2 separate regions of the Mus musculus genome follow, and region 1 is linked to region 2. Evidence: chromatin contacts called from public promoter capture Hi-C data. All regions are on one chromosome and are shown on one strand. Each heading gives the region's core, a stretch centred on a gene start, on an enhancer-like site or on the middle of the called end of the contact. The rest is flanking DNA. Distances are from core to core; before and after follow the strand shown. Region 1 holds the start of Gstm6 (glutathione S-transferase, mu 6). Region 2 holds the start of Slc16a4 (solute carrier family 16 (monocarboxylic acid transporters), member 4).

Region 1 (6,732 bases), core at 1,928-4,427, 650 kb after region 2:
AGTCTGCCTTTCTCTCAGCCTAACGGTTGCAGGAACAAACACATTCTTCACATAATCTGCATACTGCAGGTCCTGGGCCGGAAACCCAAGCTGTTTAAAGGCCTGACTTTCTTTTTGGCACAAATCAGGAAGAGACACTGAATGTTGCTCTTAGAAGCCAAAAGCAGTTGGGAGCCCAGAACAGCCTCTACTCGTGCTAGGATGCTGAGCAAGTAGCTTACCCTACACAGTCTCGTGTTCCTTATCTGTTCATCGTGACAGCTAATTCTACCCAGGTTGCCTGCGTGTGGCAATGACAAATTGACTCCGCAGATCTAGAAGGCTGAACATGGGTCCTGGCAGAAAGTCAGTGCTCAATAGATCAGAACTAGGGAAGCAACCTGGAAAGGGGGAAGGGAAGTAGGGCATCCAAGAGGAAGCAGGACCAGGGCATCACCTCAAAGCGGGCCATGAAGTCCTTCAGGTTTGGGAAGGCGTCCAGGCACGTGGGTTCAAACATTCGATGCTGATCAAGGACATCATAGACGAGGAAGTCTGCAAAGGTGATCTGCAGGAAGTGAGGCTCAGTGAGGTGGGATCCGGATGCCTGGGAAGAATGGCAGCTCCTCCTGCCCACCTGCTACCCTCTCTACCTTGTCCCCTGCAAACCATGGCTGCTTCCCCAGGAACTCCGAGTAGAGTTTCAGCTGATCTGGGAGGCCCTTCAAGAACTCTGGCTTCCGTTTCTCCTGAAGCAGAAAATAATAGCTGTCATAACCCTCATGCAGGCCCTGTGGGAGAAAGTGTGGCTTTGCCCAGCTGTGCAAAGGAACAGGCATCTTCCTAATTCTGGGCATGTGCCATTTAACGCTTCACCACTTTAATAATCAGACTCTCGATTGGTAGCAGGCTTCATCTCTCAGGGGTGCCTGGAATGGAAATGCCAATCTGTCCCTGAATCTGTCATGACTGATGTCTAGCTCAGCACTGCCTTCCAGGGTAGTGCCTTCCAGACAGGTTCTGAACAGAACAGTCCAGTGGAAGAAGGAAAGCCAAGTATTTAACAATCTCAAGAGAAGAGACTACGTGATTTCAAAGAGGGATCTCAAAGAATAGAATCAGTTGAACAGCATAGGGTGTTGAAAGAGACAGTGGTTCTCTAGCTGACCGTGAGCTCCAGCAAGAGGCCCCGAGTTTTGCTACCACTAAGAACTCAGCTCTGAGAAATCTGTTGGGTAGATTTCTAAATACCCATGACCTTTTTCCCCTCTGGTTTTCATCTGTGAACCCCAGGGACAAGGTGGCTCATGGCAGTGGTCAAGGTCAAAGTTGAAAAGAATTGAACATATGAATTTGCTGTGTAGGAAATGAATTTGCAGCCCTTGGTATCATAACAATACCGCAAAACTTCTTGGAAACGGTATGTTGTACTTGTTAACAAAATGGGGGTGGGGCAAGAACTGTTGGCTGGATAGGAGAGCTTGATAAATCAGTATGGGTGGGTTCACATTCCAAAGAGGACATGCATGGAACTGAACACAGGCCCTTCCTTGACTCCTGCTGCAAACCCTGTCTATACCACACAGTGCAGACTCACAAAGTCAGCGCTGTAGCAAAGCATGCCCATCTGAATTCGAGTGTCCATGACCTGTTTCTCCAAAATGTCCACACGGATCCTCTCCTCCTCTGTCTCTCCACCTGCAGCACACACAGCCCAGACTCACTCTCAGCAGCCCACCCTTGCCAAGACCAGGGTAGGTGGCCATGGTCCCCCACCCTGCAGCCAGCCCCACTCACACAGGTTGTGCTTCCGGCCAAGGTAGCGCAGGATGGCATTGCTCTGGGTGACCTTGTGTGACCCATCAATTAAGTAGGGCAGCTGGATGGACAAGCAGGGAAGGTCAGATGGGATATGAGGTCCCTCCATCCCTTCCCTGGGTGAGAGAAGACACAGGGCCTGGCACTCAGTGTGCCTGCCGTGGGAAGCCCTCCATGGGCACAGTGTGCACTGAATGAGAGAGCTGGGACACAGCCCATCACAGAACACTGTGCAGCCAGCAGGGATGGAGCAGGAGAGCAGAAACACTGATCCTAAACCCTCAGCCAGGCCAGGAGATGAGGTGAGATCACCATGTCTTCCCCAAACTTCCCCTTCACAGCACCTACATTGGGAAAGTCCAGGTCCAGCTTGAACTTGTCATTCAGCCACTGGCTTCTGTCATAGTCAGGAGCTGTGGTGGACAAGAGGATGTGAAAAGGACGTCACGACGTCTAAGCCCCCTTCACAAGAAGTCAAAGGCAGGACCCCTTGTGCAAGGAATATGCAGTCTGACCCAGTAAGTCTTTCCAACCAAAGCTGCACACTTGAATAGCACAGCTATGTAGTGAGTAAAAGCCAATCCAAGCCCAGGAGCTATTGAATGGCTATAGGCCTTTCAATGACTAACTAAGGCTTACAAAAGCACTAGGCCTGCAGTGCCTGTAGTGGGCAAACCTCACCCAATTACAGTCAGAATAGGGCCAGCATGTTACAACCATGATTCTATATTGACAACCAAAGCTGCACCCTCAAGGAAGTTTCTGGAAGGGATAAGCTCTGGGTTTGCCTGAAGGAGATCCACAAAGCTAAGAAACAGAGAGATAGATAGAAGCTGCTGGGCACCAGTGGACAGAAGTTGGGGAAGAGTGTGACCAGAAGAATGTCATTACCGTCCCCCATGGCGTATCTCTTCTCTTCATAGCCTGTTTCTGTGTATTCCAGGAGCAGGCGGATGGCGTGACCCAGCTGTGAGAGATAGTGGGTAACATAAGTCCGTTAGTGAAATCCTTCACCACCTCTAGGGACGCCTTTACACCTTTCACTAAGAAGAGAGGAAGGGAGGCGGGGGAGAGGGAGAAAGGCAGGGACAGAGTTTGGACTGGGGGGTGTGGCTCTGACAGAGAGGGGGAGGGGGGGTCAAGGAAAACCCGATGGGAATCTTCTTCGTGGAACCAAGCCTGTAGTCCCGCTTTGTGTTCTGACCCTGGGCCCTTCCCGCCTAGCAGCCCAACCTCCCACTCACTCCACGGATATCCCAATAACCCAGAGTCACGGGCATGATTGCTATTCCAGCCTCGAAGACTGTGCAGTCAGTCACTGGTCGGGAAAGACTCTGTAATGCTCAGCTGATGAGTCTGAGAACAGGTCCGGAGCTGCTCTGCCCCTCCCCAAAGGAACCAACCGTGGAACCATAAAGCCCAACCCACTGTAACAAGTAAAAGCCAATCTAATTCCAGGAGCTATCATCCGAAGGCGGGTCTGAGCTTTCAGATACCGAAGGCAGTGATTGATTGGCAGGCCTGCTTCCATCTGCCCCCTGCTGGATTCTCAGGAAGTTGGCAGTATCCCTGGAGACAGGCCAGCTAGGACCTGTTCTGCCCATCTCCTTTCCTGGTAGATCAGTTTTTCACACCTAGACTCTGGGAATCTGGGCTCAGATCTCAACATATGCATAAAAAGGCATTGCTTCAACCTGAGAGTCTGTTCTTGTACTCATGCTGGAAACAAGGGTTCTGCCAGTCTGACAAACTCCAGACTTCATTGTCCATACAACCTGGAGGTACAGGAGCAGTGAAATGGGAATGACCCAGGACAGGGCCAAACAGAAAAGCAAGCAGTCTCTGTATTTCTCTTGGGGGATCTGAGGCTGTCTCAATTCCTTTCTTATTGCTGTGACAAACACCATGATCAAGGCAGCTTGCATGGCCATCATGGTGAGGAACACAGTAGCAGGGGAGCAGGCAGGCATGGGGCTAGAGCAGTAGCTGAGAGCTCGCATCTATCTGACTCACAAGCAGGAGGCAGGGGAGAGAGAGAAGGAGGGAGGGATGGAGGGAGGGAAGGAGGGAGGGAGGTAGGAGAGGTAACTGGGAATTGCGTATGTTTTTGAAATCTCAAAGCCTACCCCAGTGACACACCTCCTCCAGCAAGGCCACACCTCCTAATCCTTCCCAAGCAGTTTCACCAACTGAGGACCAAGCACCCAACTGTATGAGCCTATAGGAGGTATTCTACAGGGTCATCAAGGTAGTGACTATATAAATTAATAGGCACTTTGGCCATACTTGAGAGCCAAATCCAAGAATCAAACACAGAGAGGCCTTGTGAAACTGAAAGAGTCCCACCACCATGGACAGAACCCCAAACTCAAAGGCACAGTAGCCTGGAGGGACCAGATACCTCTCCTGATTCTAAGGGACAACAGAATGCTGTCCGGAAAGGACCTTGAAGGACTCTGCAGAGGACCAAGTCCCTTAGAGTCGAATTCTCAGCTATCTAACTCATTTCAGCCCTGGCCGCAGCTCCTGGCTTTTGTGTATCTGGGCATAAGAGGGTTGCTCAATGTCCTTCATCATGGCACCTGTGGTTAAAACTCACAGACAAAATCCTACCAATGTCAGAGAGCCCCGGTTCCCTTTAATCAGATTCTTAGCATCAGTGATAAATGAGTTTGAAAACAGACTTGAGGGGAAGGGGCATGGGAATGGCTCACTTGATAAGTATTTGCCAGACCAGTATTAAAATATCAGTACAACCCATGTGACAAAGCTTGCCGTGGTGGCAGGTGCTTCCCAGCGCTGGGGAGGTGAAGAAATACGGCTCCAGCAGGGTGAACTGCCTGGGGGCCAGTTCGGCTGACTCAACAGACTCCATGTTCAGTGAGAGAGCCGTCTCAAAAACTACGTACAAAGTGATTGATAAAGACACCAAATGTCAACCTCTAACCTCCACATACACATGTGTACATGTGTGTTCACAGGAACACAGAGATATAACCCAGGGCTCAGCGACAGGGAGTCAAAATTCAGCTCAACGAGGGGGCAGAAGAATGAATGAGTAAGCACTTGATCATTGCTGTGAAGTTGGGAGTGATTGAGGCAAAGAGGGAGGACAGCGTGGAGCAGAGATCCTCTGGCTGCCCACAGGCTTCTGTTAGAAACTTGCTGATGGATCTGAACAGGCAGGACCAGGCACAGGCGAGCAGAGGTTAAGTCAAGGGTTCCATGCCCCGCTTTCATCTTGAACTACTCTTCCTCATTGGCTGAGCCTGTTTATTCCAGAGGCACAGAGAGGATCTGAACCAGCTGGGATGAAGCCCACGACACAGGTCACAAGCAGTCGAGAGTTCTAGACACAGATTCTGCTCTCTGGGAGGTGAAGGGCCACTCTGGGGAGAAGTCAGTCTATCCTGACATTGGTGGGTCCTGAATAACAGTGTTCACTCAGTGCAGTTGTGTGTTATGAGACACTCTGGAGGCAGGATGTGTAGTAAACTGGATTGTAAGCAGCTTCGACGAGTTGGAAGGGGAGACACAGAGCCTGTGTAGACAAGCCACAGCCTGGCCCTGTCCAACAGGGGGCGTGAGATGGTGCAGAAAGGCTGGGCTAAGCAGGTTCTCAGCACCTGACTGGAGAGACTTCAGGATGTCTTTCTGGCTACACAATGACTGATACTCAGTATTTTCTCTCTGGTAAGTTCAAGTGAAGGCCTCTGATCAGACCTTCCCCCTCGTCTAACTTGCACCCAGACCCTCACACATAGGCTGAGCTAAGTAAGGGGCAATGTTGCACAGGATGACATCATTCCAGGTGACCTTGGGCCTGATTATGTCACCAATAGGATGCTATTGGCCTTGACAGATGCCACTCTGTCCTGTGTGCATGATGGGAACTTCCTGCCTTGGCCTATTCTCTCTCTGTGTCTGTCTGTCTGTCTGTCTCCTTCCCATAATTGAGACACAGCTTCTTCTAAGGACAGGAGAGTAGGCAGGGAGCTTGTCTTCCCATCCCTGATAAAGGGCCCCTCTGAGTATCAAAGCCCTAAATGGAGGACTGCATCTAAAACAAGTGACCACTGTCCTATCTGTTGTGTACTAACAGGCCCTTTGTTCTTTCAGAAGCCCTTATTCAAAAATGTCCTCAAGCCTTTGCAAACACTTGTTTAAACCAGAAACACAAAATAACATAGTGCCTTTTATTCTAGTTATCTTAGTCTGGGTGATAGCAGCCAACCTTGGACCTGGTCCCTAGAGATGCAGCCCTTCCCCTCTACTTCCCCCACAGGGGATCTTAAAGGAACAGGCACTGCTCTCCCTAGAGGAGTCTGAAGCATCCTCCGTCAGACCCCACTGTGTTGTGCTGCCTGCCTGCCAATGGTTAACAAAACTCTTGCCTACAGTTAGCTAGACTCAGCACCCCACTTCTCCTCCTGTACCTAAAACCCCAACAAGGAGGAAGGAGGCTGGGACCCTGAAAGACTCCATGGACCAGAGATGGTCAGTCTCCTGGACTCTCCCCATGAGATGAAATGTGTCTAGATCAGTGATTCTTTGAGCTGAATCTCAGTCCACTGGCCCTAGAAATAAGGGGGAAACTAGGCAAAGAAGTGTAATAAACAGTAAATAATGACAGACTGACAGAGCCAACTCCCATGCAAACAGGTATCTTTTTAAAAAGAAAGCCTGTCCCTTTTCCCAGGCTAGAGGCAGGAAACACAGTGAATGGAGGGAGCCCACTGGAGTCTTGCTACAGCAAATCGTGGTTTGTCTGCAGCACACACGCTGCCTCTGGGCAAGGCCCTTGGGTGGATGTTTTCATCTCTTCTGAGCACAATGTTTAGGGATCTTTTTCATCTACAGTCACCATCTTATTTTGTCCTCTCCAGGACAGAAAGAAGGATGAAGTTGCTCTCAATCCCCTTCTTCTATAATCAC
Region 2 (7,118 bases), core at 955-3,454:
CAACTTTTTACAACTAAGGACTCAACCAGGACAAGGAAAGGTTCAGCTGGGTGACTTTCCTAACCTAGTAGTGTTGTGCTAAACTCTGAGTCCCAAGGGCTGAAGAGTATTCATAAGTTATCAGACAGCAGAACAATGGTAATAAGAAGTTATGGGGGGAGCCGGGCGTGGTGGCGCACGCCTTTGATCCCAGCACTTGGGAGGCAGAGGCAGGCAGATTTCTGAGTTCGAGGCCAGCTTGGTCTACAGAGTGAGTTCCAGGACAGCCAGAGCTACACAGAGAAACCCTGTCTCGAAAAACCAAAAAATAAAAAAGTTATGAGGGGGAGGGGCTGGAGAGATGGCTCAGCAGTTGAGAGCACTGACTGCTCTTCCAGAGGTCCTGAGTTCAATTCCCAGCATCCAAATGGAGCTCACAACCATCTGTAACGGGATCTGATGCCCTCTTCTGGTGTGTCTGAAGACAGTTACAGTGTACTCACATAAATAAAAATAAATATCTTTTTTAAAAAGAGAAATAATAGTAAATTCTTACCAAATAGCTTTAGGGACAGAAGCTAAAAACGGTTATAGGCTGAGATATTCATATGTTTAAAGACCCCGTAAATGCAACATTGAATCAGTAGTTACAGATGCTGAAATATTAACTAGTATCCCAGATAGCTTAACAAGTCTTTCCTCTTATTAACAAGAATGCATCACAGTTTTTTCTTTTTTGGGGGGAGGGAGTGGGAGTGGGGGCAGTGTCTGACTTTTTTTTTTTTTTTTTTTTTTGGTTTTTCAAGACAGGGTTTCTCTGTGTAGCCTTGACTGTCCTGGAACTCACTCTGTAGACCAGGCTGGCCTCGAACTCAGAAATTCACCTGCCTCTGCCTCCTGAGTGCTAGGATTAAAGGCGTGTGCCACTACCCCCGGCCTGGCAGGGTCTGACTTTAACCCCAATTTGCTCAAACTCAGCAATCCTCCTTACTTCTGCATTGTATGCTGAGACTGTAAGTGCGAGCTACCATACACTGCAGTAAGAAATATTCTTGATCCTAAACAATCTTGTAAAATAGTATTAATAACATTTTATAGCTTTCGAAACAAATTCAAAGAGGTTAGCTTGTTCAGGATTTCAAGACTTAAAATGCAACGTTGAGCTTCTATCCAAACCAGCATTACTCACTAGCCCTCAACGTTTCAAGAGTATCAATCCTGCCACCAAAGACCTTGAAAACAGTCCCATGGATGGTCACTAAAAACATTTCTGGAGTATATAATTATCTCTTCCTCTGTGTTTTGCCTTCTGCTGACTGTTTCTTTGATCTTTCCCACCAACACCCATATCTGCATCATGTTTCCATGGTTGCGTTCACGGAGCGTTCTCCCAAACTAAGCCATCCTTCTTTAAGAATTTTAATAAGAAAAATTAGAGATGGGCTTTAAGAGGATGAGAAGCCCATGTTTAAAAAACAGAACAAAGGTGCAGATTTCCAGATCAAACAAAGAAACCATACTTGGGCTTAAAATACACTCTGGATTAAAACCTGGAATGTTGGTGTAGGAGATCAAAGGCACTATTTTGTTGACTTTTTTTTTTTTTAATGTGGAAGGTGGAGCTAAGGAAGGAAATTGGACTGGAATGTTGAATTATTCGGGTAATTTTCTAGGACTCAGCCTTAATTATTCCCAAAATTCAGTAAGAAAAAGTTTCATTAAAATTACTGTAAGTATATATCTTCATGGAAAGTTAAAGTAATCGGGTTCAAAAAAGCGATTAAAATGGGGCCTGAAACCCCAAATTAATCATACTACTGAGTCAGAGGGCACAAAGGGGCACAGAGCAGCCTGGATTTACTAAGGACTGCAGTGGGTTTGCTAAGATGGACTAAACCCAGGTACCCACGTTAAGCAGGCACTCTATCATGGAGCACTATCTAGCATGGAGCACTATCTTCAGCTCCAGCACTGCCATTTGTGGTCCAGAAAGAGCTCCCCCGTCTCTGGAAGACTTTTATGCTTCTTTTATAAACTAGTCTCAGCCTCCCTGAGGAACTTTGGACAACTTTCAAAAATCTGGAGTCCCATCCCCCATCCCAGACTTGAGAAGATTTTCTCCTTGGTTTACCCAATGGCTTTTGGCCGGAGGTGAAAAAAGTGTACCTTGTGGGCTGGCTGGAAGGCTGGCCTGAGTTGTTCTCAAGTTACAGCCTTTCCTCCTCCTCCCTCAGGAAGTAAAGTCCACAGGCAGGAGCTGCTAAACCTCAGCGCTGCCCCCGCTTGACTACAGTGCCTGGTTGTTTCCACCAAGCAGCGGAATGGGAAGCCTTAGAAAGAGAGTAACGTTTTAGGGAAAATAATTTTTCACCTGAAATTTTCTTGTCTCTAGAGGATTCATTTGCTTAAAGGTAAGGTGAAGTGGAATTGAAATTGGGTGATGGGTTGGTCTTCTCAGGGACCTGGAATGACTAGAATCTCTCTGTCTAGAATTATCTAATAGAAATCTCTCCCCCTACACACACACACACACACACACATCTCACAACTGGCATCTTTCTGTCTAATCTAACAGACCTTACTTTTTTAGACACTAAACACACACACATGCGTCGCATACACACCTGGCTGCTTTCACAAGGACAGATGAGGATAACATCCATTCCTCAGAACACGTTCTTTCTCAATATGTGGGTATTTATTTACTCAACTCTGTCTGAAGTTAGCACACTATGACATTCTAATCTTGAATGCTTAGCATCTCTCTCCTAAGGTGGAGACTAGTCTCCTGCAGAATCATAAGTTCACCACCACAACCAAAATATTTAACCTATTTAGTACCCTCTATTTCAAATCACTCATATTTCCTAAGTGGGCTTCCCAATTTGTTTTTCTGATCTAGTATCCTCTAAAGAGATAAGTTACTTTGTTGGGCTATCTAGTTCTTTAAAATACCTAAGCTCCATAAAAAGGGGCTGTCTAAACCCAAGAGCCCCCTCCCATTTAACTTTTCTTTAGATTCAAGGGCTGGTTCACAGGAATGGATGGGTAACACATGGCTTCCTCTAAAACTGGCTTACAGCTGATGGAGATCCTGAGCACAAGTAGAGTGGCCATTCCCATCAGGGACTCGAGGTTATTAACATCAGGCAGACTTCACGTAACTAAGGGGGAACGGAAAAGTGAAAAGTTTCATACCATGGAACAAAATAAAATTTAATAGTTTAACATGCACACCTATAATCGCAGCCTTCAGGAAGTAAAGGAAGGACAGCCACAAGTTCTAGGCCAGGTGGAGCCACAAAGCAGGTCTTAAAACCAACCAAAAAGACAAACAAAATATCCCACTTACAGTTAGATTACTTTCTTGACTACTGAATCAACTGTTTTGCATCTGTTCCAGTGATCTCCGCATGTAGCCTACAGGAAGCATCATGGTGAAGAAGGAAAAAACGCCCTCCCCTTACACCAAACCCCTTGATGGAGGATGGGGGTGGATGGTCGTGCTTCATTTTTTCCTGGTAAGTGTTTCTTTCCCCTTTCCAAGTGCTGAACTGTACGAAGAAAAGCTCAAAGCAGTCTAACAAGATCGATGAAGGAATCTTGAGATTTGAGTAGACAGGAAGCCAGGAACTTGCCCAAACTGCTAAGATCAGAGGCCACCTTGGCTGAACCCAGAAGCTGAGCTGTTTGTTCCCCTGAGAGAAAGGAGAAGCCTTCCCATCCAGGCCTCTCCGCTGCCTCTTCATCATCTCTCAATCAGAGAATGCTCCAGGCATGGCTGGCAGTTCTACTTTGGCAGAATGGCAACTGGGATTTGGGGACATCGTATTTTCGACTAAGTAAGAGCTAGCACAGGTCATTCCTAGAAAGTACTCAGCTCTGCCAGGTGTGGGAGATGCTTAGAACTCCAGCACTGGGCAGGGTTGAAGGGATGCAAGGGAGGCAAGATGATTGCTGATAGTTCAAGACTAGCCAGTCATACATGTTAAGATTTTATCTTGAAACTAAGTGCCCACCCACTCAGCCTAACATGTACACAATACTTCAGACCACTCATGCTGTTTTTAGCTACTTGACACAAACCTGTATGCATCTGGAAAGTGGGAATGTCAACTGAGAAACTGCTTCCATTGGGCTGGCCTGTAGGCAAGTTTGTGAGGACATTTTCTTGGTGAATGATAGGTTTGGAGAGCCTAGTTCACTGGCACCCCAGGACAGGTGGTCCTGTGTTGTTTAGGAAAACAAACTGAGCAAGTCAGGGAAAACAAGCCAGTAAGCAGTATTCCTCCATAGCTTCTGCTTCAGATCTTGCTCTGACTTCGTTATGGTCTATAGCCTGTAAGCTGAAAGGAACCCTTTCCTTCCCAAGTATTTCATCATAGCAATAGAAAGCCAGCCACGGCAGTCCCCTTCATTAGTAGGGGTTGAGGATAGTTCAGTCTGCTGCCCCCCCCATAACTTAAACTCGAATTATACTCTGTATCTGACATGTATTGTAAGGAAAGACTTCTTACCCTCGCCTCCGAGACACTGTTGGAGTTGCTATCTAAAAAAAGTAGTGATGTACATTACCCGCATGTCTGTTCTAGAACACTGGTGGATCCCATCATAGCTGCGCCACAAATAACCCTGTGCATAGTGGTCCCAGCCCTATAACTCTTAAGCACCCCTAGATCATTTTCTTAATTTTGAGACACACTCACAAAGACACTTCTTTCTTCTTGACATTCCTGCCCTGCTTGGATTTACAGTAAGCAGCCCACATGATAGGAACACAAGTCCAGATGAGTGACAACATCAGTATGAAATTGAAGGTGGGAAAACATAATGCTTTACTCCTCCCTAATGATAGAAAAGAGGGATGGAGGGTAGAGGTCCTAAGCTAGACCTGTGTATTATAAAACTTACCAAATAAAGCACAATTTGTTGAATTCTGGCTTCATTACTGAAGAACAGAATTTCTTCTCCCCTTCCATAGAAACATTAATAATAGGGAAGCTAAAGATGCCTTAAGCCCGAGAGCCCTGCCTGGTTGGGCCTCCTCTCAAATGGTGTATGCTGTTGGTGTTGGAGTCTGGTTCTCCCACCCTTTTATGCATTATTTTCAATGGATAACAAGTTATTTGATTAGTTACTGCTAATTAAAAGTAGCTAATAATCAGGTTAATAATGTTACTTGGGCAACATGATGATGGTTATTGGAGCACATAAATATACCAAACTGTTAGCAATGAACTCAGCTCACTGCTCATAGGGATAATATACATCCTAACAGGGCAATGCATTTATTTCCATGTAAATTACAAGTGTGCTTTTCCGTAAGATTTAAGCTCCCTCAAAAGTGAAAAACTTCTCAGTATGCTTTGTGAGCTCCTCCACAAAAGCAGTTACACTGTAACTCACCATACTTTATATATATAACTGTTTCTGGGCTTAGTATGTGTCTTAGTTAGGGTTGTATGGCTGAGAACAGACATTATAATCAAAGCAACTTTTGTAAGGACAACATTTAATTGGGGCTGGCTTACAGGTTCAGAGGTTCACTCCAGTATCTTCAAGGCAGGAGCATAGAAGTGTCCAGGCAGGTATGGTGCAGGAAGAGCTGAGAGTTCTACATCTTCATCTGAAGGCTGCTAGGAAAAGACTGGCATCCAGGGAGCTAGGATGAGGGTCTTAAAGCCCACACCCATAATGACACACTTCCTTAAACAACCCACACCTACTCCAACAAGGCCACACCCCCATTCCCTGGGCCATGAATATTCAAACCATCACAGTATATCTTACCAAACTGTTCAGTGCGGTTAGGGAACCACATTTATACTGTTCATCAGTGTTGCGTTCACTATTGTATGCCTACTCTGAATATACAGCCTGAGACACAGTAGCCACTCATTAAATACCTTCTTTTTTTTTGACGGGGGTGGGGAGGACTAATTTATAGACACATTTATAAGCAGCAGCCAAGAGGATGGATGAAGTCAGAGGTGGAGAGAGGCTACTGAAAACATGTTAAGAACCACGTGTGCTGGCACAGTTACGTGTGATCCACCTGTAATTGCAGCAACTGGGAGGTGATGGCAGGAGGAACTCAAGTTCAAAGTCAGTTGGGGCTGCACTGTGAAATAATCTCGGAAAGACAACAGAGAGATTAAGACAATTGGTTGTTCTGAGGTTATGTAGTTTTAGTGAGGCAAGGTAACTGGAAAAGTACTTCAAATGGACCTGGACACTGGGTATCCATTGGACAAGCTGCAATACAGGCAAGAAAACGGGCCCTAGATTTAACCCAGTATCCAGAAGTAAGTGAAAATGCAGATCTGAGCATTTTGGGAGGACAGACCACTAAGGTGTGCAGAGGAATATGAGAGCAGGGAATCAGAGTCCAGAATCATTAGTTTATGTACTTTGATAAGTTTTGAATGATGGTCACTAGAGTTAAAGGAACAGAAGGAAAAATTCTGAACAGTTTGAATGGTGTAATCTTGGACAAAGTCTAAGGAACTTACAACCAAGAACGTGTTTGCTATAGTCTTTGTGCACCTGAAGTATATAGCAACCTGTGTCTCTAATATACACAGTTTAACTTTAAAGCTAAAGGGATAGGACAAAATTGGGGGAGATCATTGTAGGGACGAATGGAATCATCCACAGAGGAAACAAGAGCAGAGGAGTAGGCAGATGTTTAGGAATTATCAGGAACAATGATGTACGGCCACTGCTGAGGCCACATGATAGAAATGGCAACAATCTGACTTAGCAACAAGGAAGTCTTTGAGAATTTTGGTCAGAGCACTTAGGTTTTCAGTGGAATACTTCAATTAGAGGAAGAAGACAGAGCAGACTTTGAAGAAACTTATCTATGAAGGTCAGGATAAGCAAATAAGCTAAGATAACCTTACAGAGGACTGGAAATAAAAAGAGCTGTTATTAAATAAAATTAACCTTGACAACAGGCACTCTAATTTCAAAATGAGTATCGTGGCTGATCTAGATCACACACACACACACACACACACACACACACACACACACACACGAATGTGGGGGTGGGGAAAGGCGGTCCACTTTATCCTCTTATGGGTCCAAGAAAATGAACTGCTTTGCCAGGTGTTGTGGCCCACGCCTTTAATTCC

Evidence for each region. Capture Hi-C pulls out chosen DNA fragments and counts their contacts.
Region 1: a promoter capture Hi-C map of adipose tissue shows a contact between it and region 2. The contact joins the promoter of Gstm6 here to the promoter of Slc16a4 in region 2.

The regions. Positions count from the first base shown.
Region 1 is chr3:107,940,557-107,947,288 of GRCm38.p6, forward strand. It overlaps Gstm6 (glutathione S-transferase, mu 6), which reads right to left and starts at 3,178. Exons shown (of 8, transcript NM_008184.4): 1 at 3,042-3,178; 2 at 2,689-2,764; 3 at 2,146-2,210; 4 at 1,777-1,858; 5 at 1,577-1,677; 6 at 633-728; 7 at 437-547. The coding sequence starts at 3,077.
Region 2 is chr3:107,289,026-107,296,143 of GRCm38.p6, forward strand. Slc16a4 (solute carrier family 16 (monocarboxylic acid transporters), member 4) reads left to right here and starts at 2,205. Exons shown (of 9, transcript NM_146136.2): 1 at 2,205-2,390; 2 at 3,383-3,500. The coding sequence starts at 3,414.